Regions from separate parts of the Columba livia genome. Here region 2 is linked to region 1. The links are chromatin contacts, called in public Hi-C maps. All regions are on one chromosome and are shown on one strand. The core of a region is the stretch at or near the end of the contact, and the rest is flanking DNA. Distances in the headings are between cores, read along the strand shown.

Evidence for each region. Hi-C and Micro-C count contacts between places; a contact is called where the count stands out from the background.
Region 2: a Hi-C map of liver shows a contact between it and region 1, with 5 times the contacts expected there. The contact joins two enhancer-like sites. A contact is called at or near these places in 2 of 2 Hi-C or Micro-C datasets (crop and liver).

Annotation. Positions count from the first base shown.
Region 1 is chr3:111,305,517-111,310,990 of bColLiv1.pat.W.v2, reverse strand. No RefSeq gene overlaps it. Among named protein-coding and RNA genes, the nearest start is that of TMEM17, 19 kb to the right of the region's middle. Within about 2 kb of position 3,275, at least 1 of the 3 cell types and tissues checked has an H3K27ac peak away from gene starts, as active enhancers do.
Region 2 is chr3:111,408,393-111,413,866 of bColLiv1.pat.W.v2, reverse strand. All of the region lies in intron 5 of EHBP1 (EH domain binding protein 1), which reads right to left. Among named protein-coding and RNA genes, the nearest start is that of EHBP1, 59 kb to the right of the region's middle. Within about 2 kb of position 2,991, at least 1 of the 3 cell types and tissues checked has an H3K27ac peak away from gene starts, as active enhancers do.

The DNA of each region.
Region 1 (5,474 bases), core at 2,026-4,525:
CTAGGAAGCCCATGTGCACTGAGGATGATCACTGGGTTTTCTTTTTCCAGCAGCAATCTTGAAGCAGGGAAGGAGCAACGAATTACTGTCTCTCTCTCTCTACATGCTGCCTCCTTTCTTCGGTGTTAAAACAAAACAAAACAACACACCTTGGAAAAAAATCCCCAAATGAACATCATTCCCAAAACACTAAAATAACTACAAAGGACTAGGCAAGGATGCTATTTTTCTTGCTCAGAAAGATTTTCTTCTGCTGAGGGCTGACATGATAACTCATTTGTCAAACATACTTTTTCCCAGTTCTCTCCCAGCAGAGAGAACAAAAATGGTTAAGTCATGTGGGACGTTTTGCCAACTTGTTATTTTTACATTGACCAGAAGGATACTTACTCTCCATCTCTTGCTTCCCACCCCTTCTTTGCCAAGGAAGATGCAAGACTACCTCTAGCAAGTTGTGGCTAAGCTCTCCTGCCTTGCCAAGAACTTTCCAGAGGCTTGGCTGTAAGAACAAGCATCTGATTTTCTCTAAAAACCTCATGTTTGCAAAATGCTACGTAGGTCTATGACTGAGTATTAAACAGCAAAGAAGAAACCAGGACTTGTACATCATCGCTTGCTGAATTAATAAGCAGCAGCATTGGAATTCCTGCTTAAGCTTTGTACCAGCTGTGCTTTGTCCTAAAATCCAATTTTAAAAAATCTGCTTATGCTTGTTCCTACAATATGAAGAATATTGAAATACCCTTCATAAACTCTGCTGTTGCTTACAGAGCATATGTTTCCACATCAGGCTCTCATTTCTCCATATTTAGTCTTGTTAAACAACAGCATGCCTACCTGAGATATAAATTACCTTGAGGCTTGGAGTAATGCCATCCTGAGTAAGGAAACTTCATAACACTGCACTCCCTAATCTAATGCAGGTAAAAGTCCCCTGCCCACTTAGAATACAGGACACACCGACCACTGTCGGTGATGGAGAAATCCAGTTTTAATCCAAAATTCCCAGTAAACGCATTGTTCTCTGAGCAGCAGAGCCATGAAATCTAGTTTTCTGGAGGTTTATATCCCATATGCCTAATCCTCCCAGCCATTACATTCGTAGAATATTTTCAGTTTGGCAATATTCCCATCACAAAACATTCCAGCTCCTTCCTATTATTATTATCTTACTACTATCCCTTACGTAAAGGAGCTAGAAGCTGCAGGGTCCCAGGAAAGACCTCACTCCAATACTAGAGATTGGGCTCCCTTTCCTTAGGGACTGCAATCCTATGGGTATCTCCTACTCTGACACCGATTTTCAGCAGAAAATATTTTTAAGGCCTTTCCCCCCCCTCCAAACTTGGTTGAAACTGCTCAACACCAAAGCTTCTTAGGGTAAAGAATGAGTGGACAGGATAAGAGACCAGATTAACACAACTCGGATCTGCACTTTTATCTGCTACACGTAAGTGCAAAGGGCATCCAGCAAACTGTTCAGCAGGTGCAGAGTATGAAGTCTGAAGGTATTTCTGTCTCATTAGCAGTTATTTGCTGATACGGCACAGATAACACAGGGCATTTAACAGGATACTGACCCTTTGGAGAGGCACTTCATGCTTCCCATCAGTGTCTCAACCACTGTGCTAAGGAATGGGAAAGAACCTTCAAAGCTACTTCCAACACCTGTGCCAAACTCTAACGTATTTCTGGGCACAAGTGCTTTGCCACATTTTTCTAACTTAGGGCTCATTTTTCTTCATTTCAAGAGCCCTGTACGTAGGGTTGTTTTCTTCCCTGTGCTCAGGGATTTGCATAGACCAAACATTCTCTAAAAAAAAAAAGATAAAATCTCAACACGCACTTCCTGAAAAGCTGTTTCTGCAGCCAGTAAACCTCTGCCCACTGCAAGGCACACCATCCTCCTGGTAAATACCAGCCTAGATCTGTGCTGGATGGGTCACTTGCCCCTCACATGGAGAAGAGAGAGGCATTTCTCAAAGTGCAGAGGTGCAGGCTCCCCCTTTGCTGGCTTTCTGCTGGAGAGGAGCTCCTCATGTCCATATAGTCCCCCAAAGCACACAGATCCCTCCTACCCTGCTCCCAAGCTGTCCTGAGGCTCCTTCTTATCTGCTGTTTCCAGATGACTCTGACACAGCCTAAGGGGTGATGACAAGGAGAACTGAGTAAGGTGAAAACAGGGCAGGGAAAAATTGTATCCAGTCAGATGTGCCCAAATATGATTTTTTTATTTCAATTAAACTTCTAAGCTTCTACATCACTGAGGATTTTGATGAGGAAAAAAACATGTATTCCCTCTTCTTTTTCCTCCTTTTCACAACTACAACAAAAACATTTCCTCCTAAACATCTTTTCACTACCACCTTTTTTTCTTTTCTACCATTTTCTTTCTCTTTTACTGTTTTGGAGCTTTCTTATGGGAAATGTTTTCAGAAATGGCAAGATAATAAAACACCTGCAAAACAATAAAAATATGAAATAGGAAGAATAACTGCAAGACTTCAGTTAGCCTTTTAGAGTTAGGAGCACAAGAAAAGGAGAAAACCAGCAAACTTAAAATTCTGAAATATCTGCATATCACCTCCCTTAAAAAAAACTCTGAAGTTTTTCTTTGAAAAAGTACTTCTGAATACACAGAGATGGGCATCTTCTGAAAGATAATTCAGGTTTCAGTGAAGTCTCATTTTTTCTGCAGGAAACATTTCACTGGAGGAAAAAAAAATGCCAGCTCATTGTAATAAAAGTTTAGTCATCACCATCGTATGACTGGTGATTAAGAAGAGCATGATGCCACACAGGCTGCTTCCCTACCAATTTACGGTAGAGAGAATCTTCAGGAGGCCATTGGTGATGGGAGAAGATACAAGACAGCACGTGGTGAAAGGACAGCTATTCTCCAACATTGCTGGAATGGGCATGAATCACTTTCCCATGAGGAAGAGGAGGGTAGAGCCCATATGGAGCCTCTGCCATTTGGGACAGTGAGAATAAGAGACAGCAAAACAATCTGACTCCAGCCTGCTCTTAAATAAATGACTCAGACATTCAAATATGGTAAAATATTAAACATTGTTTAGGTATTGAAGTACTTGAAAATTAAATGTTTTCTTCACAAGGCCTGGAAAGTGGGAGCTCAAAAGATATGGCAATCCTCCTGTGAAGCTGCCTCAAGGGCACCTTCTGGGACATTTCAGCCTAGTCTGCTTGGAGAATTTCCTTAAAATGGGAGATTGCTGGACAGGCCCCTCCTGGTGCCCTCTCTTGGTTGCTGCGTTCAAGACTATGTGACAGAAGGTTTGCACAGAAGCTGGGATGCCTGCATCTCCTCTACTAGGAAAGAGACTCAGGGGATTTCCTCCTGACAGCGGAACTGCCTTTTCTCCCCCAGAGACACGGAGCTCACTGGAGGAAATGCAAAACCACACTGCATCCACAGCTACACATATCTAGAGGGAAACCACTTTCCTGCACACGACCCCCCCCCGGGCGGCACAAGAGCAGCAAGGCTGGGTCCTGAGGACAGTTCTCTCCCGTATCCTCCCCTCAGGGAGCTCTCATGTCCTCACACAGCGCCTCCCAAGTCAAAATCCGCAAATACATGGCGCTCTCTAGTGTCTTTGCTCTGCTCAGGAGCAAGTAACCCAAGGTGCTGACATCATTCCAGACGGCCTGGTACAAACATCCAGGCAGAGAGATGCCCAAGGCCTGCTATTAATTAGGGAGAGTTTGCCAGTGCATCTGTTTGATTGAACCTTCTGGTGGAAGCCCCTCCAAACTATCTCACTGTGGCCCCCACCAGCAGTGCAATGCCTCCCAGAGCAGTCATTTAAACAAAAACACTCCTGATGGAGAGAACTATTCCAGGAAAGTTTCTGATCCTGGATTAGGTCCCTGAAGAGCCTGAGTGTGCCCCTGCCAGCTCTCAAATTGCCTGTCAGTGATGCATAACACAGGTTGGAATTTCACAGTGCAAGTGAAGAAGAGAAATCCTCATGGAAGAGCTGGCTCCGAGATGGCACCAGGGAGGGCTTGGCAAGCCACAGGCACAAGCAGTTAAAACGGCAGGCACAGGGCAGGCCGTGGGCTCCTTCAGGACCACAGGTCATGCAGAACAGCTTAACTCTTGCTGAGCAGCCCTGACAGAAACACCAGTCCTTCCTTTAGGTCTTGTCTCTTCCCATCACCGCTTCACTCGGGGAGCGGGCGAAGGCAGAGCACATTTCTAGCTGTTGAAAGCAAGCACAATCCAAAATGGCAACTCCTTTGATTTGCTCTTAAATGGCTTGCTGGTCTCTTTATTAGAACATTTTCTACTCTGTTACGGTCCTTCTCTTTCTCCTGTGTTTCTCTGAGGCTGACAATTTATGACAGAAATAAAGCACATCCCACAGACTCATAGCCTCAGGTCCAACTGTGTTTGCCTAAATGACAAGATCGATGCAGCAATCTGCTGCAAAACATATGAGATTGCCCCTCTCCCTCTCTTTCTTTCTCCCTCCCCTTTAATATACATTTCACATTAAATCAGCATCTAAAGGGAGAAGGCTCCTCTAGTGTCTCGGAGAACATATTTTCTTTGTGCTTGCAATGCTGGCTGGTGATGGGGGGAAATACGCCTGCACCGTGTAATTGATTTGATGTATTCCATGTTTTGGTGGGATAAACACCACCCCCTGGACTCCTTGCAGCCAGTGACTCCAGTCTAAGCTCCTTGTTAAAGTACATTGGTAGTCCATCAAAGACACTGAGTAGTTCTGACACGAAGATAAATGCTCTTATCTTCAGCTTCCAAAGTCGCTTCTCTGAATAAGCACTATTGACAATTTTCACTGTTTAAACTGCTCTTCAGCTGGGAACAGGAATTGGGGTAAATAATTTTAACCCACTTCATTTCAGCACAATTCTCTGCTGGGAGGATAAGACAGGCTTGTCACCAAACCAGATGACATCCACTGGGACACATCACCAAAATTCACAGGGAATAAATTAAGACCCCATGCAGGAAACACACTTAAGCACCTGAATAAACCCTGCAGCTTAAGCTTATCTGTTGTTTTAAGGAGGGCTTACCATGTCCCAGATGGACATGCATCTCCAGAACCTCAAACACAATTGCAATACAAAACGATGCATCCAGATAGTTCTGTGCTGCTGAGGACCTTTTACAGCCAGGCAAATGCTAAAACATAGATAAATATATTTTAAGAGGAAGAGAGATGGGTCCTCAATGTCCTCCACCTCTTGCTGTAGCAAGCTGTCCCAAACTGCAACTCAGCCTCTCATTCCAGAATACAGGAGTGAAAATCCTGCTTTGTGCTTTCCTTCTTCCCTTGCTGGAAGGCCAACTACAGACCACAAACTTGACCACTAAGGGATGGGTCAGCTGGAGTTGAGGGAAAACCCCACCGATTTGACTGGATCTAGGATTTCATTCTTCACTTCTCTGTGCAGGGATTAAATAAGTATTCTTC
Region 2 (5,474 bases), core at 1,742-4,241, 100 kb before region 1:
CTGCATTTCATTTGGGAGATAAAGATCAAATAACAAAAGAAAATTTTCATAACTGTTTTTGAAATAAAAAAAAAAAACAAAGTAGAAGAGTTGCATGGACTTACATTTCATACTCTATTTTACTGATTCAAGATAAACAAGGTATTAAGAGTGTAAAAAGTTAATTATATATTAAAAGTACTTTCAGCAACTAATCTAAAATTCTCATTTAGGTAAGTTTTTTGTCATCTCACAGCTCTGGTTTAATAGATTATTATATATTAATGATAAAAAGGGTTAATCATGGCTCTAATTTCAGGTGATCTGGGCAGAGTCTTGTTTTGGTCAGGCGTAAAATGTCCATTGCAGACTGTACAGCACTGTGGCACCAGTGACGAGCAGGCTTTGCGTGGGGACACGGCGCTTGTGCAGGTCAGAACAGAAAGGAATTGCCAGAGCTGTTTGGAAAAAGTTTACATGGCACTTGCCCTCAGGATACTGACCCCAAAGCTGGCCCGCCAAACATCTCCATGTGCGGTGCCATAGCGGGGGGGACAAACTCATCCCCCACCCCCCTCTGTCATGCCTTGCTCACCTAACACACTAATTACAGGTACTAATTTACTTGTCCTATGGTGTTTGGTGTAAAATTTCTCCACAGAACTCAAGTGTGCAACCTGCTTCCATTATGTTCTGTGATTTTCAGAGAAGGTGCCTCATCTAAGGGTGTTTAGTGACCCCTGTGTGGTTGGTATGGACAGACAGGAGACTCACCCACTCCCAGATATCCCAAAACAGGGTCCTTCGCTCTGTGCACAGGCTGCTCTCCTACTCCTTACCAGAGCCGAGACCTTGGCTCTCATCACATTCTACTTTTAGTTAAAATTGCACAGAAATGTCATTGTGGTGCACACAAGAAACAGTGGGGTGTTAGTGAAAAAAGCACAGGATCAGGCCTCCTAGAAAGATGCCCTACCCTGTCTCCAGGGCAACCACTCAAGACAACAATTTCCACAAGTTTTGCTCCAAAAACCTAATATTGGAGATTTCTCAACTAGAACAAAGCGCTAAATATTCAATGCAAGCAAAAACTAAGAGTAAAACAAGTTCTCTGATTCTCTATTACATTTAAAGCAGAGCAAGAATGAGATGGCTGACAAAGCAGCATTTAATTCCTAGCTATATCTAAACCAGAATACCCAGCCTAATTTACACAGACAGACAGTCACAGTTCACGTAATCACATACAGCAGAATATGACAGGGGAATTAAAGGACCAGGAAAGCATGTCTGAACTATGAGCTTCCTATTCTAAATGTATTAAATGCAGACATGTAATTCAGAAAAGGCTAACCTGGCTGGTTCTTATTTTAAGCCAAAAATTTATTTCAAGCAGAAAATACAAAACGAATGATAGAGCTTTTTTATTACTTTTTCTTAAATAAAGTGAATAGCCAATGTAAACTTAAGCTCCCACATATTACAAAGATGCTTCAGAAGAAACAGCCAAGATCTTGTAATAAATTCTGCTATAGCAACTGATGAGCAAATAAGAAATCACCTTATTCCATAAACCAGTCTTTCTTCCCAGAATCTTTCTCTAAATGGCGCTGACTCAAAATTTCAATTCACTAAGCTATGCTGGGATTTGCCTCCCAACATTTATTTCCAGAAACTGGTGGGAAGATTTGACATCTAGACGAGGACTTTTATTCTGATGTAAAGCAAAACTTGCTCTTGAGAAGTGAGTATCGCAGCACTGCTGTAGTAGAAGTAAGTTGAACAACCAACATAAAAGTCTGATTTTAACAAAATTATGGGCTAATTACTGTTCAAAATCAAATGAGCTGTTATTTCTTGAAAAGCCTCATTTGGAAAACAACATATGTAGAGCTGTATCTGATGAAAAAAACTTTTGCTAATACCTCATTTTATTGTATCATATTTAAAATCAGTCACCTTTAAGACTAGAAAAAAATTCATTTCTATATCCCATCCACCCACCCTCTTTTTCCCTTTACTTTCACATTATCACCTTTGTTTGTGGTGTCATACCTAAAAAACAACAAATGGGGATTTCAGAAGAGAGAAATAATCTCTCCAAACCTGGGAGCGATAGAACATGCTTTAGGGCATTCAAAATGAGAAATAATCGTAAGCAACCATGACACAGAATTTCTAGGGAGGGGACACAAAAAACAGAGATACACAAAAACAAACACCACCACCCACAATGCACTTGTACCATTAAAATGAAATTGTATTATGTAACATGTTCTGTAACTTTTTCTGATGTTTCTTTCGTTTTGAGGCTTTGCCCACATTTGGGTGGAGACCAGTTCAGAACTCTTTTTGGGTTAGAGTTCCTGAAGTTACACAACAGCAACAGACAAAAGGAAAAGACAGAACTCGTTTTTCAGCTTAAACTTGTTATTCTTTATAACTGATTGCTGTAGGCTAGTTTGAACAGCAAACACTGAACTCCTTTTTTTCACAGTTCAGCAGCTTCGTTGGACATATTTTCCTGGAGAAACCACTGAGAATACTCTTACTGGTTAAGGTATAAAAAAAAATGACTGGAAGCATGGATATGTCCCACAGAAGGATCTACATCTGACAATAAATCACTGTCAGTCTTGAAAGGCTAGCTTGGTTTTCTTCACCATTCATTAATGTTCAAAAACGCACTATTAGAAAACAGTGGTATAAAAAGGGACACCAAAATATTTTGGAAAATTTTCTAGAAAGGATCTCAATAAAAGAACAGCCTGGAAACTCAGGGCAAAGCTTCAGCAGGCAGACCTGAGCACTGCTGGTCCCTGATAGCAACAGGCAGCACAAGCAGAGGAGGATGCTGAACACCCAGTCCCACGAATGAGTCCTTAGAAGGAGAATGCTAATGATCTGCTAATGCAACCAAGGGAAATGAAATCCCATGTGTAACCACTGTTGCATTATTGTGGTTGAGTAGTCAAAGGAAAGGAGAGAGCCTCCAGCCACACAGAAAGCAGAATCTGTTTTCCACAGCTGTAATTCATAAGACAAAAAAATGGCCTTAACCTGTACCAAAAGAAATCTAGGCCAGAACAATTCCAAACAGCAAGGGCAATGGAACATTGGAACAGGCTGCCCGGAAACACTGCAGGGACCCCACCTTAAAAAGTTTTTAAAAACTGTTTAGGCAAGCATTTGCCTGGAATGATGCTGCCTTGAAGCAACAGGCCAGGCAAGGTGAGGCTGCCTCCAGCCCCAGCCTAGATAAATCTATGAGCAAACCTTCAGAAACAGGTGGGGCATTTTTCTCCTTTCATCTGTCAAATTAGTAGGTCTGGGATGTCCTCTCCTGTAGTTAGCAAAGACCATGTTTGCTGCCACATCAAAACAGGAACATGGTTAGTATCAGGTATACAGCGATGATCACCAACAGCTTGATCACATCAGTGCTACTGAAAGGGGCTCACTCACCACAATTCTGGGCCCTGTGAATAACCCGTGTACAGAGGGGAAACACAAAGCACAGAAGAGAAGATGGAGAAGCCTACTATGAACCTTGGAATATATAGCTACATCATTCATTAGCTATTAGAGATACAAATATGGGCTCAAAAAAAAAAAATCTACAAAAAGGTGGAAAAGTTTTTTCATAGACCAATTCTTTTACCCTCTGAAAACATCCTTTGATTTTTTTTTTTGTTTCATTTAAGAATGTAGAAGGCAAAAAGTCTACAAAGTCTACAAAGCTGTCGAACAGGCAAATGTGATGGTCCATTCTCAATGAATGTTCTTATGTGCTTTTCCATGCTTTGAGCATGCTAGGAAGCAAAATGACATTTTTCTATTGCTTCAGCTACCTTTATCTTAGACAAAGTCCTTGTACATGAAGTGAGTGAAAGCTTCAACATATTTGGATCAACTTAAACCTCCACTCTTCCCTCCTGTCCCTTTCTTCTTCCATTAGCCAGACAATCTGCAGAGATGAAGAAACAAAGCCCAAACTTCAGGTCAGCTGAACTCTCCTTAGAGAAGTGGTCTTCATTTCAAGTTGACCAAAACTCATCTGCTGCCCCACTCCTGGCACCCCTGAGGGGACACTCAACTGTCCCAGCACAGGCCACTTAAAACTATTTCACCACTAAAAAACAAAGACGTATTTAGAAACATGCACTGTTATTTTGCTTAAATGGGAGAGCATGGAAACCCAACAGAAAGTTTGATGGAGGTATTAATATAGTTTATGAGTTTTGCCTGGCACCTATAGAGTCTCTTGCCATGCAGAAGCTCTTTGTTGTACACCAGAAACCCTGAGAAATAAATTCATAAGAGCAATTAGAAGTTAACACAGAAAAAATTAACACTGGAAGTGGGATCTCAGACAGCGAAAGGAACCAAGTGTGGAAACAGCACATGTACAAATTACCCGTAGTAGCAATAAGAGAGAAAAATCACTTTCTAGAGGAAGTGGCTTATATTGTTAAACGGAAAGCAACTAGTCCTTGTTCTCTAAACTGAAGGGGCAAAACAAACTAATGCCAATCCATAAGATTTTGAAAGCCTATTACCTCTCCAGAGATTAGTAAGTCTTACTCTTAGCTATTAATTCCTTGCTCTTCAACTTGCTACAGCAAATCTGGACATCTGATATTATTATTATTAAGAAGAATAAAAAAACCAAGACAGCTTCAAGAAAGGCCTCATGAAGAAAAAAACAGATAACTAAATACACAGAGTCTGGTTAAAGATAAAATTAGAGACAAGCAAGCTTGTAGCAAATATACAAAAACCATGTCTGTGAATGAGATAAAGGCATGGAAGAAGCTTAGGGAATATTAGTATCAACATTTAAATATTAAGAAACTGTGATATGATCACATTATTTATGGATTATACATACAGTAGATGACAAAGGTTCACTTACTAGAATACAAATAGAGTGGCTAAGACATTAAATATACACTCAGAAAAAAAATCCTATAATAACCAAGGTGATGGATCACAAAGTACCTGTATTTGAAGGATTAAAAAACAAAAACCCACAAACAAACAAAAAACCCAGCACACAATATATACACAAAAAAAATCTCGCTCCATTTTCATTTACAGCACGATCATCTTGCACAAATCACGTCACCCAAATGCTACTTAAAAATTCCCCTGGAAGTCTAGAGTAATCTTGTTTTGAATTCAGTAACGTCTACCAACAAAGGTGTCAAACTTCAGCTGAATATCTCTGTTAGGTGATCCATACTCAGCCATACTGAAGCATTAAAAAAATATTTTGGAGATTAACATTTAATAGTAATATAAAAAAAGCTCAAAAATGTTTTTTGAGCAAAGTGTAGATTTTTTCATGATGGAAGAACACCCATAAACTTTTCAGGCTTCGGTATTCTGTGTTCTGAATGTGGCAAACCAAGGAGGAAGGGAAACCCTGCAGCCTCTGAAGGCAGAGAACATACCTGGACAAAAAGGACCGTGAATGTCCCTGAGCTCATGAC